Linked DNA regions of Mus musculus: region 2 is linked to region 1. The links are chromatin contacts, called in public HiChIP or PLAC-seq maps. All regions are on one chromosome and are shown on one strand. The core of a region is the stretch at or near the end of the contact, and the rest is flanking DNA. Distances in the headings are between cores, read along the strand shown.

What was found. HiChIP or PLAC-seq counts read pairs in DNA pulled down with a chosen protein or histone mark.
Region 2: a contact with region 1 is called in an H3K27ac HiChIP or PLAC-seq map of the NIH/3T3 cell line, with 5 times the contacts expected there. The contact joins the promoter of Abca9 here to the enhancer-like site in region 1. A contact is called at or near these places in 9 of 39 promoter capture datasets (the 3T3-L1 cell line, the C10 cell line, cranial neural crest and 5 more), 2 of 484 Hi-C or Micro-C datasets (bone marrow-derived macrophages and uterus), 4 of 115 datasets of contacts at active chromatin or transcription factors (the NIH/3T3 cell line, embryonic stem cells, heart atrium and 1 more) and 1 of 9 other capture datasets (liver).

The regions. Positions count from the first base shown.
Region 1 is chr11:109,668,511-109,672,671 of GRCm38.p6, forward strand. Prkar1a (protein kinase, cAMP dependent regulatory, type I, alpha) reads left to right here. Exons shown (of 11, transcript NM_001373913.1): 11 at 1-1,153. It also overlaps a transcript of Fam20a not described here. Among named protein-coding and RNA genes, the nearest start is that of Gm39443, 17 kb to the left of the region's middle. Within about 2 kb of position 2,786, at least 158 of the 459 cell types and tissues checked have an H3K27ac peak or open chromatin away from gene starts, as enhancers often do. A contact at or near this core is called in the NIH/3T3 cell line, bone marrow-derived macrophages, embryonic stem cells and 3 more, where this site is marked.
Region 2 is chr11:110,166,444-110,170,464 of GRCm38.p6, forward strand. Abca9 (ATP-binding cassette, sub-family A (ABC1), member 9) reads right to left here and starts at 1,710. Exons shown (of 39, transcript NM_147220.2): 1 at 1,508-1,710.

The DNA.
Region 1 (4,161 bases), core at 1,536-4,035:
AGGTGGATGGCGGTCAGGTGTCCAGAAGCAGGAAGCTGGGTCTGTCCCCTGGGTTTCTGTTAGGAACAGTGGTGGGGTGTGACCGTGTTGTGGTCTGAAAGGCCACCCCGCTGAGTCCTGCCTTTTCCTGTCTAACCTTGAATTTCTCTGGTAAACTTTCTTTATTGTTTTTTGTTTGTGTGTGTGTGTTTAAAGTAAACTTGTGTTCTTGACTGTATTTCAGTATTTTCCAGCCTTATGTGTTACATTATTCCAGTGATAACCCAACAGTTTATTTTTATTACTGTTATTTTTTAAACAAAATTCACAGTTCGTAACGAGGCACACTTATCTTGTGATTTCTGTATAATGTCGGGTTCTATTTGGGAGTGACTGCGTTTTCATGTGTGTGCAAGTGGTTCTGATTAATAATTCCCTCCCTCCCTTTCCCAGTTAACTTAAATTGTTGGTTATGGTAGATTTTTTTCTTGGTAGATTGAAAAGCTTCTAGATTGTTACTAATTTGGGAAAAAGTTTCATTTAGGTTTTAGCATGGGATAGAAAGCTACCTTGTTGCCATATCTAAAACTTCCATAATCTATATTAAATGAGGGTTTTCTGTACTTACTTTGTGGTTGGCTATCTTTTTTTATATTTAAAAAAATAAAAATTATGTTACTAGCTTAAAGCTTAATTTGATATTTGTTTAAATGCCAAAAATGTATGTATGTGAATGATGTAGAACGCCATAAAATGCATTTCATGTGTATATACCCCCTTGGTCTGTACGGAGATAAACACCTGCTTTCTAAGAGTTCCATGCTAGCTTACAAGTTACGCCCTTTTGTCGTTTTACTCTTAGACTTTTCAAGATAAGTCTAAATTTAAAAATTACCACATTTAAAGCTTTATCTTTGTGCAATTTAAATATCAGTCAGAAGTCGTGGTTGGCATACTGTGTCTTTGTGGACTCTTGGCACCATTGTCTCTGGATGGGTGGGCGAATTTAAGCAATCTGCTGAGAAAGCAGAGCTGGCCAAAGGGACAGTTGCTGTTTCCTGGACACTAGTCTGATATACTCTGTGCTAATCTAATCGCTGTTCTTTTGTTACAGACTGTCTCAATGGTAGGTCACAGAATAAAAAAGATGAAATAATTTAAATTCTTAAACGAATCAGTTTTTCTTCCTTTCTTCCTTTTCTTCCTCTGTTTTTCCCCAAAATTTCAGTGGGAAAGAATGAAAGTGAATTTTGGGATTAGAATTTTGAAAAAGTAATGTATTTATTTTTTTTTAAAATACATTCCAATTCAGTTTGTCAAAGGGTGGATTTCAAAACCTTGCTTTTATGGGTGTGGGACAGACTCACTAACAAGCTCTGGAAGGGGAAGGTTCTGTCCAAAGCCATGGCGTTGTTTTCACAGGACAGACCTGTCTGTGTGCCTTAGGGCTTCACAGACTGGATTGGACTCCTGGTTTTACAAGATCCACCTGTAGCTGCTTGAGGATCTTACACATCAAGATTTGTTTCTGTTTCTTCCTGGAGTTTGAAGAGTGAGCACATGAGTTACTCTGGTGATAACTGGGATCTTCACACGCAGGGAAGCTGGAGTTAGTGCTGGAGAGTGGCTGAGTTCTGCTGCTTAAGCTCTGCCTGGCCAGGTTCAGAAGTCCCTTCCTCTCACCAGCTGCATGTCCTTCTTTTAAAACTTGGCCCAGGATGCAGTTTACTGTTGTGTTGACATTCTGAAATTGAATTAGCACAATGGCAGTGGCGTCACTTTGTCTCCAACCTCAAAGATTTGGACCCTTTGTGAACTTTGGCAAAGCCCTGCCAGTGCACTTCCGGGTGGACCAAAACCATGCTAACCATTTAATTTGCCCTCCATCACATCTGCCAAGGGGAAACACAAATCTCTCCCTTCTTACATTTGGGGTATTTCTGTAGAAACCATCATTTTTGTGTACATACACAGCTAAAATTTGTTTCTTGGCATAACTTTAGAACTGTGACATCATCATGAGTCCCTGTAAGAACAAGAAGTAGCTTTGTGATTTTAAAAAAGTCACCACTAGATGGAGAGCTTTTTCTTTATGCTCAGCTTTGCCAACCTCAGATGAGTCGCAGCTGTTTCTCAGTCTGCAGATCCTGCATTTGCGTGTCTCCCTACTTGGTACAATGTAAGTGTGACCCCGAGACTGCCACACCAGAAGCCCTCTGGGACCTGAGCTGCACTCGCAGAGAAAAACGTGATTATCCCTTGCCTTCCCACCCGAGGCTGAGTGAGGTCTGCCTCACCTCATCTGTGGCCATGTCACCTGGGGGCCTCCTGCACCACGCTTGTGTGGGGGCCCTCGTGCCTGCTGTTGATGAGGTCACTCGGTATTTAGAAGGCCTCCCAGGATAGTGCTCATGGGCTGACTCGCGTTCCTGAGTTTGAGAAAGCTGTCTCTTACTGTGAACGTGCAGCAGTAGACAGATGCAGTGTTAAAGAACCAGCAATGTAAAGACATGATCTTTACCACACAAGATGAGATTCTGTAGTAATGGGTCAGTGAAGTTAGACTAGAGAATCCTAAGAACCTGACCTCATACTTCTCCTAGGGGCAGTAATAATTTACCAGTTAAGAGGCCAGGAGTTTAATAGGACAGAATTGCTCCCTATAAGAGAATTGACTTATCCTTAGATAGGTCCAGCATTTGGAGAATGCTGTGGCATATCCCTCCAAACTGATCCCTACCAGTTCACACAGTCTTGGTTTTTTTATTTGCTTGCCAGTGGTAACATGGAAAGTTTTCACATAGACTCAGAATATTTTTTTTCCCCATGGGAAGTTGAGCAATGATTCAGAGTGCGTAAGCTGTAAGAACTCCACACTCTGAGAATGGAATGTTTTTGTCTTCTGGTGCTTTTGAAAAATGCTGCTCTTAGCTTTATGTTGTTGTTGTTAGAAAAACAGATAGTTAAAAGTAGCCTATATAGTTATCCATCATAGAATCAAGCCGAGTTACTTTGGTTTTGAAATGTAAAGCAGATTTCAGAGTCTCGAGAGACTGGTCTGCATCAGGGAGGCCATGTTGGAGATGGACTGCAGCTCGCCCGAGCCAGGCTGGCTGAGAGCCCCAAACCATCCTTTCTTTGATCTGACAGTGCCTGTCCCCCCCAGCCCCCAATCTTCAGTGTGGCTTCCTTGTGCTTCCCAGACATGGGAGAAGAGAAGAAACAGTTGATGTTGCTGCAGGAAGCTGCGCCTCACAAAAGGGCCTTCTTGAGAGGGAAGTCTTTAGAACCAGTTTTCTCTGGTAAAGAGTTGACTTTGCTGTTTTTTCTCCTGTAGCCCAGCCCAGCCCAGCCCAGCCCAGCCTTCAACTCTACACTCTTTGTTTCAGCCACTCAAGGGTGGGGATTTGCTGGAATGAGTCACAGCACCCAGCAAATTTGACTTCACAAATGGGTGTGATGCTATACATTTTGGAAGAAGTCTAAACCACAAGATGATGTGGTTTTGTCTCTTGAGAGCTATAGTTCTCATCCTTACACATTGGAGGAGGGGCATGCTCGTGAGGGTTGCAGACCTATGTCTTGCAGGGTAGTGTCTGGGACTGGCAAGGCTCTAGGGTGAATAGAGGCAAGGTTATTTCGCAAACTGGGTTCTGGGGTTGTGTGCCCATAACGTGGGGTGCTAGGATGAATCAGAACCATCCACTACAAGACCAGCATGGTGACTCGTGCCTTAATCCAGGCACTTGGGAAGTAGAGGCGGGAGAATCAAGAATTCAGGGCCAGCCTGGTGTACATGAACTCCAATCTCAGAAGACCAAAACAATACTACCTGTTCTCAGTCATCCTGTCTGTCCTTGGACATATGCACAAGTCTGAGTGACATTGCTGGTTCTGGATTTGTCCCTTGTAGTGATGTCTTTTCTTCCTCCCCTCCATATTTTTTGATCCTCTGGCTTTTATCAGACAATAAAGTGATTTGATCTGATGAAGCCATGCGACCCTAATCTTCCACCAGCTCCCCCTTTTGTGTCTGGCTCTTGGTTTTGACATACATGGTGTCACTTCCTCACGCAGCCCAGGCTAGCCTCGAATTCCCTGTGTAGCTCAAGAGTGTCTCTGAACTTCAGCTTCTCCTGAGTGCTGGCGTTACCGGATGTGTGATGCTGGGGGGTTGAACCT
Region 2 (4,021 bases), core at 460-2,959, 500 kb after region 1:
TAGCAGGGCATGAGAGAGTGCATTTTTACAAATGTCACTCTGTAGGAATTAGAAGAGTTGCATTGACACCCATTGCTCAACCTAAGAAATCTTTAAGGATATAGTATCAATTAAATCATGTTTTTTAAAAAAAAACTTGAATGATATAGCAGTATAATTTATATGAATTCACACTATGAGCAATACATGTTTCTCAATACACCCTGGAATAAAAAAAAGATCATTATCAAATACAATTTTAAAAAGATTATCATTAGTTATAATTGTCATTATCATTTGTGGGAAATAACGATGAAGGTCAGATATGAAATGGGACTTATAAGTCAAATTAAATAAACAACAACAAAAAAAGAGAGAGGAGCTTTGTATGTCAGGAACTCAAAACCATGGTTAACTCACCCCTCTATTGATCTTTTATAATTGAAGTTTGAAAAACTCTTGGAAAAGCCACTAAAAAATTACCACAGGTCAATCATTTATAAATCCAAGGGATAAAAAATAGAAATTCTGGATAATTTCATATTTCTTCTAGCTACCAGCTATATAGATGTATAAATATTGTTACCAACTATATAATTGATCTCCAAGCTGTTACAGTTGGACACTGCAATGTATACTAAACTATATTTCCAACTAAGAAACTGATACTGTGGCAAGCCTTGGTATCTAAAAGCATAAAGATATATTTTCCAAGTGGCAACTCTTCTTTCTTAGATAATTAAGAATATACATGCAGGAAAATATTAATAAGTAAATGTGGTTATATAATCTAATTGCCATGCATTAAATCATTTGTTCCTGGCTGTTAAGACATTAACATTGTAACATTACACATGTTCTTGTAAAATGCATTTTTCTCTAGAAAGATAAAATACCTAGCTAGCGTAAATTGCTCTGAATAGCAAAAATTGCATGATTTAAAAATAATAAATTGGTTGTTACGAGCCAGTCACTTCCCAATCAGATGGTATTCACATTACTCAGAGAACGCAGAGAACGCGTGCATCTCAAGATCTTCTTATATATTTACTATGATAAAGAGGGTCAGTTGAGTGTTTTCTCAAATGCTCTCAAAGTTGGTTAAAACAACCCAGAATTCATAAAATCTGGTATCCTGATGTTGACATTCCTCTGGCAGTAAAACTGAACACACACACACACACACACACACACACACACACACACACACACAGAGCAATCCAAATAACTTCGAAAACAGCAAGAGGCAAGCAAGCTACATTCCTTTCCATTTACCCACTTGCCTGTTCTGTGATATGTGCTGTTTATGCAAAATGCTTTAACCATGGGGTAAAACCGAAAGTTCTTAGTTTTCTAACTACTATTCAGCCACCCAGTATAAAATACTCAAAGACTTGAAAAATCAAAACAACTTACTAGTAACTTCCTACACTTGGCGACTTTCTCCGGAATGTTTGCCACACTTTTTCTGTCTCTGCTTGTCTCTCACATTGAAGTGCTAGCAACCACAGTCTAGAGGTTAACTTACTCTGAGGAAGCCGAAGCAAGAATCTTCTAGAAGTCCATCCACAGATCTTTGTCCCGGAGGAGAAGTCCCGTTTCTTCTTTCGAGTCACTGCTACATGTTGATTTTGATTTTCCTTATCGTGGACGGTTGGTTCTGTTTTACTCTGGTTTCTGAAGAGAATTCTTCTGAGGGTTCAGACTGGCTGCCAAAAGCTCTGCTCACACTCCTCCACTGTTTTTCCTTTCTCTGCCTCCCGCCAGTTCCTCAGCAGGGATCCTGTGGTTGCAGATGGTTGGCTTGACATATTGAAACGTTAGCAACTATCAAACCAGGAAGAAGCTAGGCTTTAATCCCCCCACCCCCTTTGGATTAAACCCCTAACAGAAGAGTGGATTCTCAAGAGTACTTTAAACAAAAATAGTATACAGGCCAGCTCAGAGAAGATGGAGCAGAAAAGAATTTCCTAAATTACAGAAGCAAACATACAAGTCAGGTCAGATGCTATTCTCAAAACCTCTCCTGGATCTTTTTTAAAAGCTGAATCTACACGTGGCAACGAAGCAATGTGGCTGTTTTCAGTGTAAGAGCGTGCATCTGAATTTTTACCCATACCTCAGTAGCACTGCGTGCATGCTGCCTGCACCGTGGTTCTTATGATAGAAAGCATAATATTGACAGAGAGATTGTATTCTCAGCCTGGGGAGACTGCTCACCAAATAGAGCACTAACCTAGCACGCATAAGGAACTGAGTTCGATTCCCAGATACCACGTAAAAATGTCAGGGATGTTGGCTTGGGGGATAAATTCTCAGTGATGCTGGGGGTGGGGGTGGGGGGAGACAGGAGGATCCCTGGAGCTGGCTGCTAACCCGTTTAGCCTTATTAGTGAGCTTTGTGGTCCAGACCAATAGGAGACTTTGTCTCTAAGGAGGTGGGCGGACGGACAATATTTCTAAGGATAATAGCCAAGGGCCAAAGTTGTCTTCTGGACTTTATCTGAATGCATACGCGTTTGCTATGTACCTGGCTCCAAAAGTGAGAGGTGGGGCAGGAGGAGGAAGAGAGAAAGAGAGAGGGAGAAAGGGGAGGAAGAGATTGTTATATTAATGTTAGCCTCCGGTTCCAGGAAGCAAGTTGCTCTGTGTCCAACCACTCGTTTTCGATATGTCCTGTTTGCCGTGTTATCAAGTGTTTAGAGCAGACAATGACCACATCATGAATATATGTGTACATGGAAGGCAAAGCATCACACAGATAGTAAATATCCCTTCAATCGTCTCAAGCCTTTTTACCCATTTGCTAATTATATTAGATCCAGAAACTACTTTTCCAAGTCTGTACAAGCATACTGAACTCATAGTCTGTAACAAGTTCTCTGATTGTTTCTGTATTGGCTAGTTTTGTGTCAACTTGACACAGCTGGAGTTATCACAGAGAAAGGAGCTTCAGTTGAGGAAATGCCTCCATGAGATCCAACTGTAAGGCATTTTCTCAATTAGTGATCAAGGGGGGAGGGCCCCTTGTGGGTGGGACCATCTCTGGGCTGGTAGTCTTGGGTTCTATAAGAGAGCAAGCTGAGCAAGCCAGGTGAGGCAAGCCAGTAAAGCATCAGCCCCTGCTCCCTGACCTGCTTGAGTTCCAGTCCTGACTTCCTTTGGTGATGAACAACAGCATGGAAGTATAAGCCGAATAAACCCTTTCCTCCCCAACTTACTTCTTGGTCATGATGTTTGTGCAGGAATAGAAACCCTGACTAAGACAGTTTCTCTATGTCTTCTGCCTTCGGTGGAATGCATATTAGCACACTTAATAACACTGCTAACATCTTCTGCACTGACACTCTAATTTAGAGATAGTCTTATTTCTTAGTAATGAATAAATTTTCTCTTTCCTTGGACCCAGGTGAACTGCAGACACATAGGTTTTTGTCTGATATCCTCCTTAAAGATACATTGTTTCTTTTTTTCTTTTTTCATTTTCAATAGTCTTTTTTAATTAGAAAATAATCATGAGACTAAAATGGCAGAAAGCAGATTGCAACAATGATGTTTAAACATGGAAGGAATTAACATACAGGCTTATGTGATATGTGTGGGTGACTTTTTTCTTTTTTCTTTCTTTCTTTTTTATTAGATACTTTCTTTATTTACATTTCAAATGTTAGCCCCTTTCCTAGTTTCCCCTCCGAAAATCCCCTCCTCCCTGCCCCCTCCCCCTGCTCACCAACCCACCCACTCCCATTCCTGGCCCTGGCATTCCCTTATACTGGGGCACAGAACCTTCACTTGACCTAGGGCCTCTCCTCCCACTGATGACCGACTAGGCCATCCTCTGCTACAAATGCAGCTAGAGCCACAAGTCCCACCATGTGTTTTCTTTGATTGGTGGTTTAGTCCCAAGGAGCTTTGGGGGTACTGGTTAGTTCATATTGATGTTCCTCCTATGGGGCTGCAAACCCCTTCAGATCCTTGGGTCCTTTCTCTAACTCCTTCATTGTGGACCCTGTGATATATTGTTTCTGCCCCTCCTTAGAAG